Regions from separate parts of the Mus musculus genome. Here regions 2 and 3 are each linked to region 1. Evidence: chromatin contacts called from public Hi-C and promoter capture Hi-C data. All regions are on one chromosome and are shown on one strand. Each heading gives the region's core, a stretch centred on a gene start, on an enhancer-like site or on the middle of the called end of the contact. The rest is flanking DNA. Distances are from core to core; before and after follow the strand shown. Region 1 holds the start of Calm1 (calmodulin 1). Region 2 holds the start of Lgmn (legumain). Region 3 holds the start of Tmem251 (transmembrane protein 251).

The links. Hi-C and Micro-C count contacts between places; a contact is called where the count stands out from the background. Capture Hi-C pulls out chosen DNA fragments and counts their contacts.
Region 2: a Hi-C map of B cells shows a contact between it and region 1, with 5 read pairs. The contact joins the promoter of Lgmn here to the promoter of Calm1 in region 1. A contact is called at or near these places in 2 of 39 promoter capture datasets (both in liver) and 1 of 484 Hi-C or Micro-C datasets (B cells).
Region 3: a contact with region 1 is called in a promoter capture Hi-C map of adipose tissue, with 4 times the contacts expected there. The contact joins the promoter of Tmem251 here to the promoter of Calm1 in region 1. A contact is called at or near these places in 1 of 115 datasets of contacts at active chromatin or transcription factors (astrocytes) and 2 of 9 other capture datasets (adipose tissue and liver).

Annotation. Positions count from the first base shown.
Region 1 is chr12:100,197,773-100,201,786 of GRCm38.p6, forward strand. Calm1 (calmodulin 1) reads left to right here and starts at 1,663. Exons shown (of 6, transcript NM_009790.5): 1 at 1,663-1,944. The coding sequence starts at 1,942.
Region 2 is chr12:102,437,696-102,441,811 of GRCm38.p6, forward strand. It overlaps Lgmn (legumain), which reads right to left and starts at 2,033. Exons shown (of 14, transcript NM_011175.4): 1 at 1,936-2,033.
Region 3 is chr12:102,741,389-102,745,166 of GRCm38.p6, forward strand. It overlaps Tmem251 (transmembrane protein 251), which reads left to right and starts at 2,372. Exons shown (of 2, transcript NM_177140.4): 1 at 2,372-2,778; 2 at 3,212-3,778. The coding sequence starts at 2,699. The coding sequence ends at 3,623. Gm20604 (predicted gene 20604) reads right to left here. Exons shown (of 2, transcript NM_001142939.1): 2 at 1-2,006. The coding sequence ends at 1,984. Moap1 (modulator of apoptosis 1) reads right to left here and starts at 2,273. Exons shown (of 2, transcript NM_001142937.2): 1 at 2,155-2,273; 2 at 1-2,006. The coding sequence starts at 1,900. The coding sequence ends at 842.

The sequences.
Region 1 (4,014 bases), core at 413-2,912:
ACTATAAGGGATGGAAGACTACCAGAAACAAAAGGACCCCAGTAATTAAACATATTTTCATTTTTAGGACATCATTTCTCCCTTGTCACTGCATACCAAATGTTAAAATGCACTTAGCTAACTTCCTTAGGAAGTCTGACAAAAAAAAAAAATCCAAATTCCTTTAGTAATCATTAGTTATAATAATGAGCTTGGCTATGTAGACCTGTAATTCATTGGATTATTGACTATGCTTTAAACTGAATTTTTATTAGTCTCTTTTCTGTGAACATAGGGATATTATGTGTCTGACTGTGAATGGTTTTTAAACCATTTGCAAGAGGGCCAGCAGTACCCTTGGGGGGGGGGGGCTGCCTGCTACAGCTTCTCCTTAAACAGCAGGTTAACCCTTTCTGTAGCATTCTAGGAAGAACAAATTGAAGCGCAGTCCCACAGCTGCTGACATACTGTCTGAGGTGATCCTAAGAAGTCCTCTGGCGTTTGCAATGTTCAGGGACATTTTTGAATCTTTTAAAACACCTATCTGCAAACTTTGACAAAGCCAGAAAAGAAAGGTAACTAGTCTTTCCAGAGAGGAGCATGCTAATCACACATTTTGCCACAATTTCTGAAAGAAGAAACAACCTGCAGCTTGTCCTGGCCTTGCAAACAAAAGATCAAATTCTGCGCTTTGTCTTGGCAAGAAACGAAACTGCAGCATTTTGTTAAGATTTTCTTCTTCTTCTTTTAAGTTCCAGGCTCCAAACTAAGACCTGAAACAGTTTTTGGTCGTCCCTGTCCCCACCCCCACCCTAGTTTACAGAAGAACAAAGAATAGTAAATTTAAAGGTTAAAACATTATTTAAGGACTATAATTAAGATTGTAATTAAGATAGTGGAGCACCCTACTAGAATCAATTGGCTGCACAAGTTCCAGCTGTAATCAGAGTGATCCTGTGTATCTTTCCCCTTCTTTGTATATATCAATTTATGAATTTCCAGGACCAGGACAATTAGGAAAAACTCAAAAGCGTGGGCTCTGAGGGCGACATAAGCCGCTCACTACGTTAATTTTGGAAGCAGGCCTAATAGAATTTGCCACAGGAAATAAGGAACAAACCTAGCAAGGGACAACTCTTCAAGCATCTTTAAAATTTTAGTAGGTATGTAAAAACACGAAAACTAGACTGGTTGAGCGTGTCAACACCACACAGACCTAGCAACTGAGCTTCTAACTGTGCCTCGGACAGTTCTCCAAAATGAGAAAAGTAACATTATCTGACCAATTTCTTCCCCAAGGCCAACCACCGTGTCCTCAACACAGTCCTCTCGCCTCTACAGCTAAGGTTGGATTCCGCCTCCCCGCGGCTGTCCTCAGCCCCTAGATCTCCTCCAGGTCCTCCCCTGTGGGGGACCCAGGATTGGTGGCTCTGCAACCTCGAAGCCACCAGGAGTGGTGGGAGGGGGGACACACAGGTGAAGTGGGGCTGAGTGACGGACACGCGCCTGGAAGCCCGGGACGGCCCCCCAGATTTCGCTACGCAGGCATTCCAGCTCTAGAGGACTCTTGCAGCAACAGACCAGCACCCTCGCTCAGGTCTCCGACTCCCCAGTGACCCCTGCCCGCGTAATGGGCCCGCCGCGCCGGGCGCGCCTGGGGGGCGGAGCCTTGCGGTGAGGTCCGGCTGCCGCAGCGCCGCCCTGCGCGAGGCGGTACTGCCGCGGCGGAGGGATACCGCGCACCGTATATATATCGCGGCACACAGGCTCGCGCTACGGCAGTGGTGCTGGGAGTCTCGTGTCCGTGGTGCCGTTACTCGAAGTCGGGCGGCGGCTGAGGCTCAGCGCACAACGCAGGTAGCGCGTTAGCAGCAGCAGAAGCGGAGGCACCTCGGCGGTCACAGCCCCTGCGCTGGTGCAGCCACCCTCGCCTGCTCCGTTCTTCCTTCCTTCGCTCGCACCATGGTAGGTTGGGATCGGCAGTGGCAGACGTAGCAGCTGCCCGAGCTTTCTGAACAGATTTGTAGTTGAGTCTTGGGGTCTCCCCCTTTTCCTGGTTGAGGTTACCCCCTACCCCATTTTGCCAGGTGTTACGCAGCAGCTGCAGTGAAAGGGGATGTATTTTCGGGTTTGCATCTCCGCTCTGGCTGCCAGAGAACCTCCTCTGAGTTTTGGGCGCCTCTGGGGCTGGACTCTACAGTGGGCTGTGCGCGGGCTGGAGCCGCTGCCACAGCTGCACCGGGGCCTTCCGCATCCACCCCCTCCGCCAGCCCCGCACCCACTGCATCCAACGCGCCGCACCCGGGCTGCCTGCAGCGCAGCGCCTCGGCCGGGGCCAGCGGGGCGGGGGAGCCGGGCGGGGCAGGCCGCGACGTCCCGGTAGTCAGTCCCCGACCGCGGAGAATGAATGGGTCGCGGCGAGCCGGGAGACGTACAGGGCTTGGACCGCGGCCTCGGGGTGTCCTCAGCCACCTTCAGACCCCCTGACCAGCCCAGTCGGGAGTCCCCCCTCGCTTGCGGTCCCCTCCTTCCTCCCGGGGGGCGCGGCGCGGGCGTGAGCTGGGAAGGAAGGAGCCGGGGAAGGGTGGGGTTGGGGGCAGGAAGGCGAAGGCTGGGGGGCGGAGAGGGCGGAAGCGGCCGCCCTGCGCCCGGGCGGGGCCCCGCAGGGTGGCCGCGCGCGTGGCTGGGCCGTGCGACCTCGGTCCCCCTCCCGGTGCCGCGCGAGACGGGCGCGATCGCTCGTGTCCGCGGGGAGGCCCCTTCCCGCGGGAGGTGCTCGGCTCGCGCTAATTGGGGCGGCAGGGCGGGGGAGGAGAGAGTTGGCGCGCTCCTCGGTTTCCATTAGAGACGCAAAGTTTCTGCTGGGGAGGAGGCGGCGGCAGGCTCAGTGCCTGGGGGAGCAGGAGCGGTGGGAGGTGCTGGAGATAGGCAGCACCACGGTCCTGGGGCCCCTTTGGGTCTTCACCCTAGTGCGGCCCCTCGCCCGGCATGCCCCTTGTCTCTCGCTGCTCCCTGGGCGGCAGGGAGATGCCCATCTGTACGTTTCCGCTTTCTCTGCCGCCTCTGGATTGCCAGATGCGAATATGTGGTTGGCCGTGTGCGTGTGCCGTAGCCCCCTTCTCCCTCGCCAGGCAGAGCTGACATCACCAGCAGCACCTTCAGCCCTGGCAAGGTGGCTAGGTCGTTCTCGGCAGGTTCTGGAACGCCTTTGACCCAAAGCCAGAATGACTTGGGGTTGAGGTGGGGGAGTCGTTGTCCCGAAGGTAGATGCACTTGACAGGCCTCTAGTCAGAGAATTTTCCCGAGGAGGTGGAACTCCTCTCCTTGGTGAGCTGGTTTCTCCTACGAGGTGTGACAGTGCTTCCTGTCGTGCAAGACTGACATGGCGAGCATTACATAAATCGTGTCTCCATTTGCCTTAAAAGTAGCTTCCAGTAATGGATAGAAGGGAAGACCCACTTAGAATTTAAAAAGTAGAAGTTCGTTCTCTCCCAAATCGATAATTAACTGAGTTGCCACGGAAAAGAAATGAGCTCCAGTGCCATCGGATTTCTCTTGGGGTTTATTTTGTAACTGGCTTTATTAAAGCATATATTCTCCTGGCTAGAGGCACAGGTTCAGAGGTGCAAAAACTAAATATTAATGCAAATGAAAACCACCTTTGTGGCCATTTAGTACCTAGAACATGGAAATACCGAGTATTGGCATTAAAGCAGAGTCCCTGTCAATCTTAAGGTGGGCAGGATTAATACCAGGAAATGATAATAGTTACTCCTGTACACGAGGAAAGGGGTAACGTATCGCCTCATAATTGTGGTGGTTTCTGTGTGCTTCATTTTTGCAGTTTTGTAACAGTCCTAGGATTCAGTCTTTCTCTAGCTTTAGAATCATAGGATAATTTGACTGAAAGGTATTAGCCATTGTAAATGGTAGGCTTTTAGCAAATAACTGCCTAATTTAAATGATTGGAAAGCATTTATTATACTGAAATGAAACCTGGATTGGTAACCCATTACTGTATATTTTTCTACTTAA
Region 2 (4,116 bases), core at 783-3,282, 2.2 Mb after region 1:
CCAGGATTACGTAGAGACCATGTCTCAAAAAAAAATAAGTATAATAATAACAGCAACAATAATAACAGGAACAACAATGAGCATTTCTCCAAAAGAGTCACAGGAAAATTCCAGAAGCAGAGTTTTTACTTCAACACTGTGAAGTGGGACATGTTTTGCTTTGTTTAGTTTTGTTTAGTTTTGTTTAGTTTAGTTTTGTTTTGTTTAGTTTTGTTTTGTTTTGTTTGGGTTTTCTGGGTTAACAGCATTCACATCACATACACAATGGTGGGCCCAGAAGAGCAAGAGCCAGAATGTCCCATCACTACTATCCCTGGAGCTGTCACAATGCTGTCACCCAATGCTTTACTCATGTGTCCCTAGCAATGCTGGGGACAACAAGCCACTGTGCTGCCAGCCTCATAATTATGTGCAGGACATGACCCTCCACTGGTTTGTGTGTGGCTCCAGAGAGTCCTCCCAGTTACTATAAATAGAAAACGCTCTGCAGGCCGCAGCCTCGCTCTTCTCCTGCACACTGTACCATCTCTGATCGTACCTAGCAGCCCCACAGTGAGTGCCCTACACCATCCAGGTTCCTGTGAAAGCCCCACACACACAGCATACACATAGCAACATCGCCTACTGACACATATGTCCAAGAATGTGTCCCCATCAATAAACAGTGTCTTGGGCATGGTGTAGTCTCTCTCTTCCTACCACTGCTCTAACTCCCCTGGGGGTGACTGTGGTGCCCTTCTGGTCTTCAGTGTGACCTCCTCTAACACTTTCTACCCTACAAACCCGATAAGGTAAAGAGAAATCTACACTAAAAGCAGCTCACTGGGTATTCAGGACAACACCTAAATTCCCCACCCCACTAAAGGGCATTTGAGATACACGTGACATCCTCCTGCATCAATTCACTCCACACATGTAATCCCTTAATCCAAACAGGCTCCACAATCCCAGGTCCAAAAAACGCTGTTCACAACTTCACCTTGCTGTTCTCCAGGTAATGCACACCCCTCCTCCGACCCACTAGCCACTCCCTATCTCCATGGCTCCAACTTCACCCCTCTCCCCTCCACACCAAGTCCTAGTTCCTCCCAAATGAGGTTTGGGTGTTGTCTCTGTACACAAAGGACTATCTCTACCCCCAACAAAATAAATTCGTCTCAAAAATCTTTGCAAAGAACACAGCATGGTGCCCCAACCCTGTAATTCTGGCCTTCAGAAAGCTGAGGCAGGAGGGTCGCTGAATTCAAAAACCAACCTCATGGCTACATGTTGAGTTTGAGGAGGCTGTCTCAAAGCAAAGAAAAGCTTACCTTACTTACTCCAGCCCAATAAATATTTGGTTTGCAGACCCAGAGTAAAGAATATTCCATAGGGCATACAGCTGTAGACCACAGGGCGAGTTTCAAATCCTGACCACTCATTTTCATCTATAAAATGGACCACGTGACAGACATTCCATCCTCCAGCCCTTAGGGTCTACTGTACTTAACACAAAATAATCCTAACCCTATGGGGCCAGGGACCACAAAGGCTAGCTTTCACTATCAAGGAGCATGTGAGCCTCCCTGAAACCCACTAGCTCTCGCCAGGAATATTTGGGGTATTCCTGTCGGGGTGTTTTTGTTCAGATCGGGAATCGCCCCTGTCTACTGGTGTACTGATTCAAGTTAAAAACATCAACAACAAACCCGGGACTCTGCCAAGAGCTGCCTGGCTGTGAAACCTTAGTAAACCGACTCCTCCTCCTGCCTCAGTTTCGCCCTCCAGGGCAACCCGCCGTTCCAGCAAAGCACACTCGCGACACAAACAAGTCTCCGGCTAGGAGCTTTCAGAAGGGAAATATTACTCAGAAAGGGTCGAGGGATGGAAAGCCTAGCCAAAAACCGCTAAGTCACCTCTCATGGGGCGCGGGTCCTCCCCGGGGTCCCCGATTACCTGGGCGGGTGATCGCCGCGGTGACTGCAGAACCGTGGGAATTCCGGGCGTCGCGCAGACTCAGAGCAGCCACCTCTAGAGTCCGCCCCGCTGTGATTGAGCTGCGGCAACACAGATCGCTGAGCCCGGGCTACCTGCGCAGCCTGATTTGTGCAGCCTCGGAGTGTGGCGTATAAGGAAACCAATAGAAGCTGAGACTGAGGCCGGCAAGCCAGAAAGACTACGAATCCCAGTGTGCGTGGGCGGGGCTTCGGACCCTGTGGGCGGAGCTTTAGGGCCCTGTGGTCAGAGGTTGGGGCTGCGTCTTCTCAATGAGCTAGGCATGAGCACCTAGGTGTCTGGGGACTCTACGGACAGTGAGTGAGAAGTCGCGCGAACTAACTGGTCTCCAGCCTTGTCAGCGCACTGGACCTACGGATGCTACCCCGTAGTCCACCCACAACAAAGGACTGTTGTTTTGGGGTTTTTTTTGGTCTGCCTTGGCCTATGATCACAACACCCACCCCACCCCCAACCTCCAGAAATGTATGGCCACCCCAGCTCTACAGACAAGACATCTGACAAAATCAAGGAGCTTAATTTTTTTCAGGCTCCCAAGACACTTTCAGTGGCGGAAGCTAACCTTAGTAGTCTGGTTCCTGAATGCTAAAATCCTAATTCCCTGTCACGTCCCAAGTGTTCGGTGTCACAGTGAGCTGGAGAGGAAGTAAAATACTCTATATGCAAGTTCCAGAAGCTGGTGCTCAGTGAATGAGTTGGATGGAGTTGTGACAGAGTTCATGTAGTCTTGCCCGAGTATACCAGGACCCAAAACAGGGCCAACTCATTTGGCCTGGGGCTTACTGGTCAAGCTAGACTGCTGGCCAGTGAATCCAGGAGATCAGCTGTGTCTTTCTCCCTAATGGTCACACAAGTTTGTTACACTTTGAGCCATTCCCCACCCCACCCCCCGTCCCTGAATCTTTCCCCCTCCTCCCCCCAAGTCTTAGGCCTGGCAACCCACAGCAGGTCTGCTCCCTATCTCGGTTAATAAGATCATAGCCGCATCTGCCAGCTTAGTATTATCTCTGGCCATGTTTGCAGACAAGGAGAGTTGAATCATTGTGAGAGACTGTAAGGGCAGCAAAATGAAGATAACAACGGACACTTGGAAGAAAACATTTGCTGTCACTGACCTTAGCATACGGCCACATGGCCTAGGATCACAGCTTGGAGGTGACCTTGGGCTTCAAGTCAAAACCCTATGATGAAACATGCCTTCCGGTCTTCCACCGTGAGTATTTGAAGCACATTCATGGACTCACTGAACATATTTACCAGGCCCCTTTAAGTGCCACACATAGCCAAGTATTGAGATAAATAGGATTTTATTTCTTCCCCTTGGGCATTAGAAATGTGTCCTTAGCCACTTCCTATCTCACCCAAAATAAAAGGTAAACTTTGACGGTTAGGCCTTAATAATGAAAGGGACATCCTGGCCTGTGGCCTGATGTGTTCAGACAAAGGACCTGGGAAAACCTTTTCCCTCCCTCAGCAATAGTTGAGTTGAGTGGACCAGAAGAGAAGGCACTGTAAGTGGATACCTAGTAGAAGATGCTGGGGGTTGCCAAGGTGATAGCCGGGGAGCCCAGGAGACCTGCAAGGCGATGCCAGAGAGGTCTGAGTCCAGGCCTGGGAGCACAGTTGAGCTCTGCTTTCAAGTTATCTGGATTCAGATTTCAACCCCACACCCACTACAAGCGTCTTGCCCGGAACTAGCTCATCTTCTCGGTTTCCTCATACCTGGCAGCAGCTAAGTGCCCCATAAATATAAGGTTCAATGGTCCCTTGGGCAGTGGGTGTAACTTGAGAATTCTTTTCTTTTCTGGGACAGGGTTTCTCTGCGTAGGCCTGGATGTTCTGGAACTTTCTCTGTGGACTAGGCTGGCCTTGAACTCAGAGATCTGACTGCCTCTACCTCCAGAGTGCTGGGTGGGAATAAAGGAGTGTGTCACCTCTGCCCTCTTGAGAATTCTAATGAGGAAAAACAAGGTAGCTTGGTATGGTTGAATACACCTATAAATCCCAATGCCTGGGAGACTGAGGCAGGGACATTGCCTTCAGTTCAAGGCCAGCCTGGGCTATATAATGAAACCCTGTCTCAAAAAATATAAAAAATAAAATAAGATAAAATAAAGAGAG
Region 3 (3,778 bases), core at 1,122-3,621, 2.5 Mb after region 1:
ATTCAATATTGATGGGCCTACTACTCGCCACAATCTGTTTATAGTCTGGTTCCTGTCAAACAAGCAAGTTCCTATCCCCTAGGTGCCAAGAGTTCAAAGAACTAAGTCTGTAATTTCAGTGGCTTTCAGATTCACACTATAAAAACTTTTGTTCAGCCTAGTGTAGTTGTGCAGGCCTTTAATTCCAGCACTCAGGAGGCACATTTCTGAGTTTGAGACTACCCTGGGTCTATAGAGTGGGTTCCAGCACAGCTAAAGCTGCACAGAGAAACTGTCTTAAAAACAAAGCCAAAAAATTATTTTCCTTCAAATGTAGTATTACAATGTATACAAAGATCAAATATTTTATTATCATTTCTTTATTACTCCAAGAAAATGATATTTAGAAGCAGACGTTTTGGCAACATATCAGATAGTCACAAACCTAAAACTAGTTGTAGAACTGACCACAGCATTCAGTTGTGCTTTTTGATTGCACAGAATCGATAACTGATTTTAATAAAAGAAACTAAATATCTTAACCAGCCTTGGCTCAGGGTCTTCAGCATAAATGTGGGCAACACCTGAAAACTATTGATAACTGATAGCACCATCACATATGACTATTAAACATGCATATAAACTTTTGACTTGCTGGGACACTGTACTAGCAGAATGGTCTTTTGATTTAAATAATTATCAGTGTAGAATGACATCATTTTTATCAGTAAAACATTGGGGAGACATTCAGTAAACAACACGACAAAGGGCGAGTTACTTTGGCAGCATAAAGAGTGGATGGGCTGATCTCTGCAATGAGCTCTTCCATCTTGTTCTGCTCATGACAGCCTTGGGTCTTGGGTCAAGTGCAATAGCCTTCTAATTCGGCCTGAAGGAGGACCTCTTCTTCTTCGGCCTCCTTATCTTTTATCAGTGTCAGCAACTGCAGTAAGCCTGGGGCTGGGCTACCCTCCGGCAGCCCAAGCTCTCTTCGAACTGATTTGTGGACTGCCCCAGCAATGACTTGGTCTAGACGGGCCTGATTCACAACTTCTTTCTCAATTGCTCCTTTCTGAACCAGTTTCTGCAATAAAGGCTCCAACCTTAGAACATAGGCAGACAGCTTTTCATCAGTCTTCTGATAAGTAGTAAGGTATTTGACCTGCAATGCTCTAGGATTATCAATAATCCCAAATATTGTCTCAAGCGTCTTCAGGCATTCTGCAACTGTAATGAAGGGGTTGTTTATCTTGAGGACTCGAATAATTTCAAATGCTGGACCTCTAAGGCTCTCTATCAACCGCCTTCTTTTCTCTACATCTGACACCTGCCATGTTTTCATTACTTGGGAAGTATGAAACATCCAAGATTCAAATTCTTCCTCACCTGGTCCTGGAGGATCCCTGCCTGAGAACACACTCAGCTTTTTGTACCTCAGATACTGCAGGGTAGGCTTAAGGGCCTCATTTAATGCCTGTGCTAACATGGGTGCTCGAATTTCAGGGATCATTATGCCCGGGTCTAGGCCGAGAGGGTCATTCCGATTCCCAAGAACTCTGGTTAATTCACCCATCGTCATGCCCTCCCCCTTTAAAAACTCATTTAATCTGCACAAAAAGTCACTATCAGTATCAGGAGGCTTAAAGATCACTCTCCAGACACCTCCTTTTGCAGGTATTTCCTTGGGGACCAGGGCACTGCCAGTCTCTACTGTAAGCCCAATCAGGGCTACATTCTTGTTCTCATCCCTCCTGAACATCCTCCCAAGCAGTCTGTGTTCCCCTAAGGGAGCAAGGCCAGCCTGCAGGGCCTCCTCTATGTCTGCCACTCCGCAGGTCGGAGGGATGCCGGCAACCAATAGTGCTTTCCGAGGATTCATATCCATCCCTCTGCACCAGTCTTCTAGAAGTCTCAGTGTCATGGTGCTCAGAGTATTTAAATTCTAATTCGACCAGGGCGCCGCCGCCGCCGCCGCCGCTTACAGTGATGTGCGTGCTCGTCTCTTTAACACGCAGAGGTCCGGGAGCCTGAGAAAACAGAGCATCCACGTTAAGTTAACCGTGTCTGACTCCCGAGCAGTTCCTCCGCCCACCCGCCACAGGCGCTTAGAAACGAACGCCATCAGGATCACCTGCCCGTAGATACATCGCTTGGGTCCCGGAGAGGACGTCTGACCTTTGCGGGGTTTAGGAGAGACCCGGGCTCCCCGCGCCCGCCTCCCGGCCGAGGGCAGAAGAACGACCGCAGCAAACGCCTCAGGGAACAGACAACCGCCTCTGGAGGCGGCGCGAAGCTGACAGCCTGACGTCATGAGAGGCCGGCGCGCGTTTCCGGCCCTAGACGGAAGCTCTGAATGCGGCGGTATCCGGGACTGCGAGCGGGCGGGCCACTCAGGACAGGAAGGTGAGACCCGGGGCTGCTCGGCTTGGCTGTCAGGCTGGCCCGGCGTCCGGCCGGGAGCCGAGCTCGGGCCTCTGCAGGCCAAGCCTGGCGCCACTGCCCAGCTCAGCTCGGCGGCGGGTGCAGTGGGGGGCGGGCCCGGCATCTCCAGGTGGTTCCCCCCGCCTGGGGCTCCGGAGGGCGACGGGGCCCGCCGCCGCCGCGTGACCAGCCGTAGTCACGCTGAGCTTAATCACTACTAGCTCGTGCTCCCGCCGCCGCGCTCACCTTCTTCAGCTGCGCGACCCAGAGGGTTTCTCTTAAGGTGGCTTGTTCTGAAATGCCAAAGGCACCTGACTGTTCAGAACTGAGTGACTCTTGCTCGCTTGCAGGGGGAACAGGAAGATTTTCGGGACCACTGTAAGTGTTTGAAAGAGTTACCGTCTTAACTTGGGGACTCCGACGTTGGTTTAACGAGTAGAACTCAACCCAGTGCCCACGTCTGAAATAGTGTTAAGCCAGAAAGCATTTCAACTGTCAAGAGCAACGTCCTGTGGGGAAACTAGATGTTTCATTATCTGAAACGAAGGTGTACTGGGTCTACTCAAGCAAGAAGTGATGATTCATTCACTCTGGGGTTCACATAAATAACAGCACTCAGTAGACACTGAAACCAGTATTTTTATGTGCTTACAACTGTTATATAAAACCACCTGTAAGCTGTTTACAGCTGTTAAATCTTAAAATGCTCGTGCTTTTCAGAACTCTTGAATTTAAATCATGTGCACTTGGAATAGTTGCCATGGCAACATTATTAGACCTTAACAATAATTTTTCTGTGTTTGCATTGAAGGCACAGAGCATGGAGAATGATGAACTTCCGTCAGCGGATGGGATGGATTGGAGTGGGACTGTATTTGCTAGCAAGTGCAGCAGCGTTTTATTATGTTTTTGAAATCAATGAGACTTACAACAGGTTGGCTTTGGAACACATTCTGCAGCACCCTGAGGAGCCTCGGGAAGGAACCACATGGACACACTCCTTGAAAGCTCGGTTACTTTCCCTGCCCTTTTGGTTGTGGACAATTATTTTCTTGATTCCGTACTTACAGATGTTTTTGTTCCTTTATTCTTGTACGAGAGCGGATCCCAAAACAGTGGGCTACTGTATTATCCCCATATGCTTGGCAGTTATCTGCAATCGTCATCAGGCATTTGTCAAGGCTTCTAATCAGATCAGCAGACTACAACTGATTGACACATAACACCCATCACCGGTTTCCCTTATTGTAAGACTGCCAGCACTGTATAGTGGCTGACCACAAGACTGCAGTTTCTTCACAGGTCTCAGGAAGTTGTGGTGGAACGAGACTTAAAAAGTGACAAGAGGACTGACTACTTTATCTGAATAATGACTTTT